2 separate regions of the Gossypium arboreum genome follow, and region 1 is linked to region 2. The links are chromatin contacts, called in public Hi-C maps. All regions are on one chromosome and are shown on one strand. Each heading gives the region's core, a stretch centred on a gene start, on an enhancer-like site or on the middle of the called end of the contact. The rest is flanking DNA. Distances are from core to core; before and after follow the strand shown. Region 1 holds the start of LOC108464283 (increased DNA methylation 1-like). Region 2 has its middle 11 kb from the start of LOC128286394.

The links. Hi-C and Micro-C count contacts between places; a contact is called where the count stands out from the background.
Region 1: a Hi-C map of leaf shows a contact between it and region 2, with 2.6 times the contacts expected there. The contact joins the promoter of LOC108464283 here to the enhancer-like site in region 2. A contact is called at or near these places in 2 of 5 Hi-C or Micro-C datasets (both in leaf).

What each region holds. Positions count from the first base shown.
Region 1 is chr13:114,136,621-114,141,000 of ASM2569848v2, forward strand. It overlaps LOC108464283 (increased DNA methylation 1-like), which reads left to right and starts at 2,897. Exons shown (of 9, transcript XM_053024315.1): 1 at 2,897-4,140.
Region 2 is chr13:113,958,482-113,962,977 of ASM2569848v2, forward strand. No RefSeq gene overlaps it. Among protein-coding and RNA genes, the nearest start is that of LOC128286394, 11 kb to the right of the region's middle. Within about 2 kb of position 1,765, at least 2 of the 2 cell types and tissues checked have an H3K27ac peak or open chromatin away from gene starts, as enhancers often do. A contact at or near this core is called in leaf, where this site is marked.

The sequences.
Region 1 (4,380 bases), core at 1,647-4,146, 180 kb after region 2:
GTCGCTAAAAACAGAACTAAAAGAGAAATAAAACCTCCAAAGAAGTATGCTGAGGATGATCTAGTTGCTTATGCTTTAAATGTGGTTGAAGACATAGATGCGAATTAAGAGCCATCTAATTATTCTGAGGCGGTTAGCTGTGAAGACTTAGAAAAGTAGATGTTTGCTATACAAGAGGAGATTGAATCACTCTACAAAACAGAACATGGGATTTTGTGAAACTTCCTAAAGGTAAAAAAGAGGTTCGTTGTAAATAGGTGTTTAAAAAGAAAGAAGGGACTCTAAGAGTTGAAGAACCCAGATATAAAGCAAGGCTTGTTGCAAAGGGTTACAGTCAAATTCCTGGAGTGAACTTCACAGGTATGTTCTCCCCAGTTGTTAAACATAGTTTGATTCGAAATTTGCTTGGTATTGTGGCCATGGATGATTTAGAGCTTGATCAGTTAGATGTAAAAACTGCAGTTTGCATGGAGAACTTGGGGAGGATATTTACATGCAACAACCAGAGGGTTTTACAGTCTCAGAAAAATAGGACTATGTTTACTTGCTGAAAAAATCCCTTTACAGTTTGAAACAGTCACTAAGACAGTGATACAAGAGGTTTGATTCCTTTATGACTTCTCATAATTTCAAAAGAAATAGTTTTGGCAGTTGTGTTTACTTTAAGAAAAACAGTGATGGCTCTTTTGTGTATCTACTTCTTTATGTTGATGGCATGTTGATAGCAGCAAAAGATAAAAGAGAAATAAGAAAGGTCAAAGCCTAACTAAGTGAAGAATTTGAGATGAAAGATTTAGGACCAGCAAAGAAGATACTTGGTATGGAGATTCTTAGAGATAGAAAAGCAAGTAAATTGTACCAAGTCAGAAGGGGTACATTGAAAAAGTTCTTTGTAGGTTCAATATACAGAGTGCTAAGCTTGTTAGTACTCTTTTAGCAGCCCATTTTACATTTCATCGATTTTGTCTCCACAATCAGATAATGAGATTGAGTACATGTCACATGTTCCATACTCTAGTGCAGTGAGATCTCTCATGTATGCTATGGTTTGTTCGCGAGATTTATCATATGCAGTCAGTGCAGTTAGCAGATACATGGCGAATCCCTATAAAGAATGCTGGAAAATAGTTTAGTGGATTTTAAGATACTTACGAGGTACTACTGATGTTTGCTTACAGTTTGGAAGAACTAGAGATGGAGTCATTGGGTATGTTGATGCTGATTTTGCTGGAGACCTTGATAGAAGAAGATCTCTCACAGGTTATGTCTTTAAAATCGGAGGTTGTGCAATCAGTTGGAAAGCCACTTTTCAAACTACAGTCGCTTTGTCTACCACTGAAGCTGAGTACATGGCAATTACTGATGCTTGTAAAGAAGCTATCTAATTGAAGGGACTCTTTAGTGAACTCAATGAAGACCTTCAAATCAGTACAGTATTTTGTGACAGTCAGAGTGCAATCTTCCTTAAAAAAGATCAAATGTTTCTTGAGAGAACAAAACACATTGATGTTCGGTATCATTTTGTTCGTGATATAATTGCTCGTGGTGATATTGTTGTGAGCAAAATTAGTACTCATGAAAATCCTCTAGATATGATTACTAAGTCACTGCCTACAACCAAGTTTGAGCATGCTTAGACTTGGTTGGTGTTTATTGTTGAAGTTAAACCCTTAAGGAGTTTTATGGAAGAGGTGGAGAACTTGTTCGTTGAGAGTTCGCGATGAAGAACTTGTTCATTGAGAATTCGTGTCAAGGTAGAGATTGTTAGAATTAAGTGACCCGGATCATTATTTAAATAAAATACAATGGTAAAATAAAATAAAAGTAAAATCCATATAGAACTACACTTCTTTTATTTTGTTTTAGAATAAGGTTTTTTAAACCTTATTAAACTCCGTCTATTTTATACTGATTAGAATAAGGTGTTTCAATCTTACTACACTCCTATTAGAATATGGCTTTATAAGCCTATAAATAGACATAATCTATTCTTCTTGTAATAATTCAAATTTGACATAGTAAATTTTCTTCTCCTTTGCCAGTGGTTTTTTCCCTAAAGGGTTTCCACGTAAAAATTTGTGTGTTCTTTATTTTATTTTATTTTTTCACACTAATGTTGGTAAAGAGGATTAAATAGGAAAAAATATCCTCACCGAAGGTATTTTTCTTAATTGAATCTTAAAGCTCAATGGAAAACCACAGTCGCAAGGCAATAGAAATGCCTCGACTGAATCAAAACATTATTATCCAAACAGACAATTGTGGTGCGTTTGGAGTTTGGGGTTTGTGATTTGGGATTTGAAGTTTGGGGTTTGGGGTTTAGAGTTTGGAGATTGGGGAATCTCAACTTATCGGAGCTAAAGGAGCATCTAAAGAAGCCTAACTTAGGGAAAAGAGTATTGTTTAGATATTAATTTTTGGGTTAAGCGTTTTTTTAAAATAGACTTAATGGTTTAACTAATGATTTGATTAACGAAAGTACCAACTTGGAAAAAAAATAGTTTAGTACCATTTGTGACAAATAAAATTTAAATATTAAGATGAAAAAAAGAGCACAATTTAAGTACTAATTTGTGGATTAAGCAAACCATAATCCTTATTCTTTGCGTTCTAGACCTCTTCTAACACGAACTCCAAACTCAAGAAATTATTATGTGGGGAAAAATATTATATGGGTTATACTCCATAGCTCTTTATTACAAGAAACATGAGAAATTATTTGTCATAAAAAGATTATACGTGTTATAGCTATTCGTTAAGTAGTCCTAAGGTCTCACACCCTAAGATAGAGCCCACACCATTAAAAAAGTTTAAAGGGTATCACGGTTATTCTAATAAAAATACCGTAAAATCAATTACAATCTCATTCTAAACTCATCAAGTCACATTGGGCTCCGGCTCAGACTCGGACAAAGCCTTTTTCAATACTACGCAATATAAAATTAATTGCTAAAACTCTATTCTAATACCATCTCAACATTCTCGGACCACTAAACCTAGCAGCTCTGGTGTGCCCGTTCCTAGGTAACTTCAATGTTATAACAATATGAAAACCTGGTTTTCCCCTCTGGACCATCCACCAACCTGGTTTTTGGATTCTCGACTCCAGCTGTTTCATCGCGGTGTTCTGCTTTCAAATGTCTTAGCTAAAACTACCATCATCTTTTTTCCTTTTTTCTTTGATGCTCGTTGCCCGCCTTCACTTCGCCTCACCAGTACTTACTACTTACTGCCTACTTAGCTTTACCAGGTCTGGGGATTCCATTAATTGATGGGTTTCTTTAGTTCTCCTTGGTGGTTTGGATGGCTCTTTTTATGCCCAATAGTTCTTTTGTGGCATGTTTCACAGCTCTTGTCTCCAACCTCAAAATGGGGAACTCAGCCACTGCAGGGTCTATCTTCTCAGGGTATTTTATAGCTCAATATAGGATGCCAAGTTACTGTATTTTCATACATTATACTAGTTTGTTTGTTCAAGTTATTGAAATAATTTGAAGGAAAAAAAATGCAATAGTATAATTTAAATATAAACTGTATTTTGCTAGTTCAAAGGGAATAGATTTCGTTATTGTTTTTATCGAAATGTATCACTGCAAATATTATTGGCATAATATAATATAAATCTTATTTAGTTAATTTGAAAGGATTATTTATGTATACAAGCCTTATTTTGGTTAATTGGAACGGTTTTTTATTTGTACATCTAAAATGGTAAGTAAAAATACAATAATAATAAGGCAATTACAAAAGCGAAGTGGAAAGAGAGAAGAAGTACAAATGACATGACATATAAACTTACATGGAAGAATTTTCTTATTTTTATTTTTATTTTTTTCCGCCATTGCCATCTGTTACATTATGGAGCACTATTCGGGTTTTCCAAAGCCTCTTCAGTTTTAAAACTGGGGGCTTCCTTTATATTTTAAACTGATGAAGCCAAATGCAAAAAGGAAGCCTGTTTTGTTTTTTTTTTTTTTTAATATCTATATATTAAGATTCTCTCTCTCTCTCTCTCTCTCTCTCTCTCTCTCTTTTTTCTTTTTGTTTTTTTAGATGAATATATTTCAGTTTTTCAGCTCTTCAACCCTAAATTGAAGTTTGTTCTTCTTTTGCATGTTGATCAGGACATGCATTATAAAGGTGAGCTCTATTTTTTTTTTGATAAAATTTTGAAATTTTGGGCGTTTGGCATTGGATTTCTGGGTTTTGATCTGAATCTTGTTTGCTTTTCTGGGTCCTGGAAGGATTTTCATTTCAGTTTGCATTTCCGGTTATGTTTTTTAATTAGTTCAGGTTATATATGTTTGATATGTATAATAAATTGGGATGAAAAATGAACAATTTTAGCTAAAACGTAAAAGAAATTCAAGTTTAATTGCA
Region 2 (4,496 bases), core at 515-3,014:
TTGCAAAAGAGAAAACACAAAGAGTTGTATTGACAAAAAGTTGTATTAAATCAAAATAATGAATAGTACCCCTAATGAATAATGAAGATGTATTTATATAGGCTAGCTAATTACATCAAAATATAACTCCTTAGTATAATGAAACTTTAATTAATCTAAACAAATAGTAATTCTAGTGGAATTAAACTTTCTTATTGACTAAGAAAACAATTAAAAATACTAAAAATATCCTAAAATTCTGAATAAATAATTAACAAAAATAATACTTCATAAATACAATATTAGACTCAAACATAATCAAAATTAAGCCTTAAAATCGAACCCAATATGATTTAAACTCGTAATAAAATTTGAAATTTGAAATTTGAAATTTCCCATAATAATCTTATGTAGAAGTTACGCTCACACAATATTTATTAAAACAACCATAACTTGAGCTCCCGAGCACGAAATTGGGTGATTCAAAGCGCATTTCAAATATAAGAGATAGTTCTATCATCGGTTGAGCTCTCATGCTCGAAATTGGGTGATTCAAAGTGCATTTTGAAACTAAGAGATAGCCCTATCATTAGTCAAATGACATCTCAACCTATAAATGCTTATATCCCATCCAAAAATGCATTGTAAGTTAACTGACTTTTTAGATTTGGAAATTGGTAAATTTAGTGAACTTAATTTAATAAATTTCATCCATTCATGCATATATCACAAATAGTAACTCATAAACTTTTGTTGTGTTTAGCATTATTTTTCAAAATCACTTTTAAAGTTAAACCAATAAGTCACAAGCAATACTAAACAAAAGGCTTTTCAAACAAAATCAACTTTCCAAATTAAAGCAGAAAAGTTGAAAATTTTAGCATTTGGCTTTGAGTAAAAAAGCTAAAAATTTTAGCTTTTGAGTTCTTAAAAGACAGTTTGTGTGCGAAATTATTAAATTTCCTCGTATTTATATTTAACTATAAATTATAAATATGATTTATATATTTAAGTTAAATTTCACATACAATTTATATTAATTTCTTAAAAAATATTTAATTTATATTCCATATATATTTATATTAAGAATGAGTTACCATATGTTTTAAAGTTATCATATTAGAAGTCCGATGGAGTCTGTAGAGCAAGAGGGAATCGGCGATAGACGGAGCGGTACGCGACAAACATAAGAAGGAGCGATCAACGTTCAAGATCAAGATACATATGTTGTGATGGAAACTAATTCGACAGCAAACAACCTAGGTCATGGAAAGATCGACTCATGGGTACAGACCCGCAAATCAAAGATAAAACAGGAACAATAATTAGAGATGAAGATGATGACAACTTAGAACTGCTAGAAGAAGATATTGTGAGTTCCTCAGTAAATGGCATACCGGAAATAGATTTCTCCAATCGAGTTAATCAGTTACTCATAAAAGTTATGAAGCTTGCGATAGTAATTAAGCTATTGGGAAAAAACATTGGTTACACAACACTACAAAATAAGATACACTCTTTGTGGAAACTGATTCTACCATTCCGATTAATGGACATCGAAAACGGTTATTATTTGACTACATTTCAGAACGTCGAAGACTTTGAAAGAGTTTTAAGTCAAGGGCCTTGGATAGTTTATAGGGAATATCTAACCGTTCATCTCTGGAGTATCGAATTTAATCTCTCACAGCCATACCTAAATATGGTCATGGCCTGGATACGATTACCAGGACTGCCTGGGCATATGTACAAAAAGAAAATACTCTAGGAGTTAGGGGGAATGGTGGGAAGGGTCGCAATTTCAACACTGATAATGGAGTTCGGGGAAGATTCGCAAGAATGGCGGTCTACGTTAATATTGGAAAGGCCCTTTCGTCGAAAGTTTTTAATCAATGGAGTTCCACAAAGAATTGAGTATGAGGGTCTTCCCACGGTTTGTTTTCCTGTGGTCACTATGGACATACACAAGATTTGTGTCCAAAATCAGTGACTACTCAAAAACCATCAAAAGAAAATTTCTTGGATAAAGAACCAGTTCCGGAAAATAGACTTGAGTTAAGTGAAAACAATTCTACAAACAGCTCTGGTGATTACGACCCTTGGATGCTTGTAAAAAAACACAACCGGCCATGGTCAAAAGAACATCAGAACAAAAATGGTGTAGCCAAAGAGAAGAAATAAGAAAGTATTTGGTTTCAACCCTTAGAAACCCTAAATGAAGAAATGGGCTTAGAAGAGAATAGGCCGATATAGATAACAGTTAAACCCAAACAGAGGCTGGGAATGTGGCATGCCCAATAAAGGCAAAAAATGGACCCTCACCCACGGGCCAACTCCGACAAAGACTTGATAAGCAGTCTCCAGCTAGTCCAAGATCCAATAAGCAAACTCAGCCCAAAATGTTTGGGCCTAATGCTTCTCTTAAAAGAGACTGAAGTGATTCTAATTCAAGAAAGAACGATCTACCAGGCGCAATGCAGACCAAATCAGGATAAAAAAAATAGAAACAGAATCAAAAAATATTAATTTGAAAGAAACACAGTTAGAGACACAACAATCAAAGGGAGAATTGGAAATAGAAGCTGCAGAAGATAAAGGAAATACTGCAAAGAATGAAAATCAGATCTTGAGAGAAATTCAATATTCACAGCTACCAACAAAACTAGGATTTCAACCTAACCTTCACTTCAACATCGAAAGCATAAAAGAAGTCGCGATAACTCCTACAGTTGGAATCCTAGATTCAACCAAACAATCAATAGTGGCGTTCAAAGATCCAAATAATCATATGGGAAATCAGCAAGAATGACTACCATCCAAAAATAATATGGGGCAAAAAAAGAATTCACCCGTAGTAAGCACTAGTGGGGGGAAAACAAATGGCAACACAAAAGGGCAAAAACTCAAAAAAATAATTCAGGATAAATGAAGCCCTTTTAAAGTCTCGTCCCCCAAAATTCTCCTGGCAGAGTCAATGGCTAATACGGTGGATTTGTTACAAGAGCAAGTCAAGCAAAGCATCTTCATCAAAACAAATGAAGAAGGACATGGGAACGCAGAAAGTAGAAATGATGCACGATGTCAACACTAGATTGGGTAAATTCCTTCTAAACCTTTATGATGAATAACAAAATTAGTTTATCAATTTTTGTCTGGAATTGTCAAGGATGCGCAAGTCCCAAATTCCTACGCATCTTTAGAGAATATAATATGGAATTTAGACTTGATATTGTAGGGCTTTTAGAGCCAAAGGTAAATGGTAGCAAATAAGATAAAATAATTGTTAAACTTAGATTTCATCACTGGCACCGCGTAGAAGCAATAGGGTTTTTAGGGGGAATTTGGATAGGGTGGAATGAGACAATTCACCAAGAAATAATTCAAAATCATCCCCAATTTATTCTTGTTAAAATTCATAATGTGGGAACAACACAACCTAACCTACTGGCTATCGTATATGGAATCCCCAATTCCACTAAAAGAAAGAATTTATGGGAAGCTTTAAAAATAACTATACCATCGGATCACTCCCCTTGGATGGCAATAGGTGATTTTAATACAATTCTTTCTGTCAAAGATAAAAAATGTGGTAATATCATAGGGAAGAGGTGCCCATTCTTTGGAGACTTCATGGAAGCTAAAAATCTTCAAGACTTAGGATTTCAAGGACCCTCATTCACTTGGAAACGAGGAGGTGTCTTTAAAAGACTAGATTGAGCAATAGGAAATGCAACTTGGTGCCAATCATTTCCTCAATGCTTAATAACACACCTAACTCGAATAAAGTCCAATCATAGGCCATTGTTAGTAAACATTAATCTGGATCTTAAACTCCCTAGGGGATAACCTTTCAAGTTTCTCACGGGATGGGCACAACATCAGGACTTTTCCAACATCGTTAAGAGTTCATGGAAATATGAGGGGGATAACTCTCTAAATCAACTCACTGAAAAGCTTAAAGGCTGGAATAAAAACGTCTACGGGCACATTGGATTCCACAAACAAAAATTGATAAAATCCTTAAGCTCAATACAAGCAAAACTTGAAAGATCTTACTCATATTCATTGGCCCAGAAAGAAATAAATATTAGAGATGAGCTAGAGAATGTTCTTAGCCATTAGGAATTATTGTGGAAGTAGAAATCTAGATGCGACTGGCTCAAACTGGGGATAACAATACAAAATTCTTCCATAGTCGTGCATTACACAGAAGAAAGATTAATCGTATTAGTGCACTCTGCAGCATAAACGGTGATTGGCTATATGACCTAGAAGATATCCAAGAAGAGGCGGTTAATTACTTTCAAAAATTATATGGTGAAAAACCAAATAGACTAGGAAAATTACCCCTAAGTCAATTTCCACCGTTAGAAGCTAGTGACATCGACTTCTTACAAAAGGAAGTTACGAATGAAAAAATTAAAAAAAAAAACACTTTTTGATATGGCCTTCCTAAAGGCACCTGGAAGTGATGGTTACCACGCTTATTTCTTTTAGAACCAGTGGGAAAATATAGG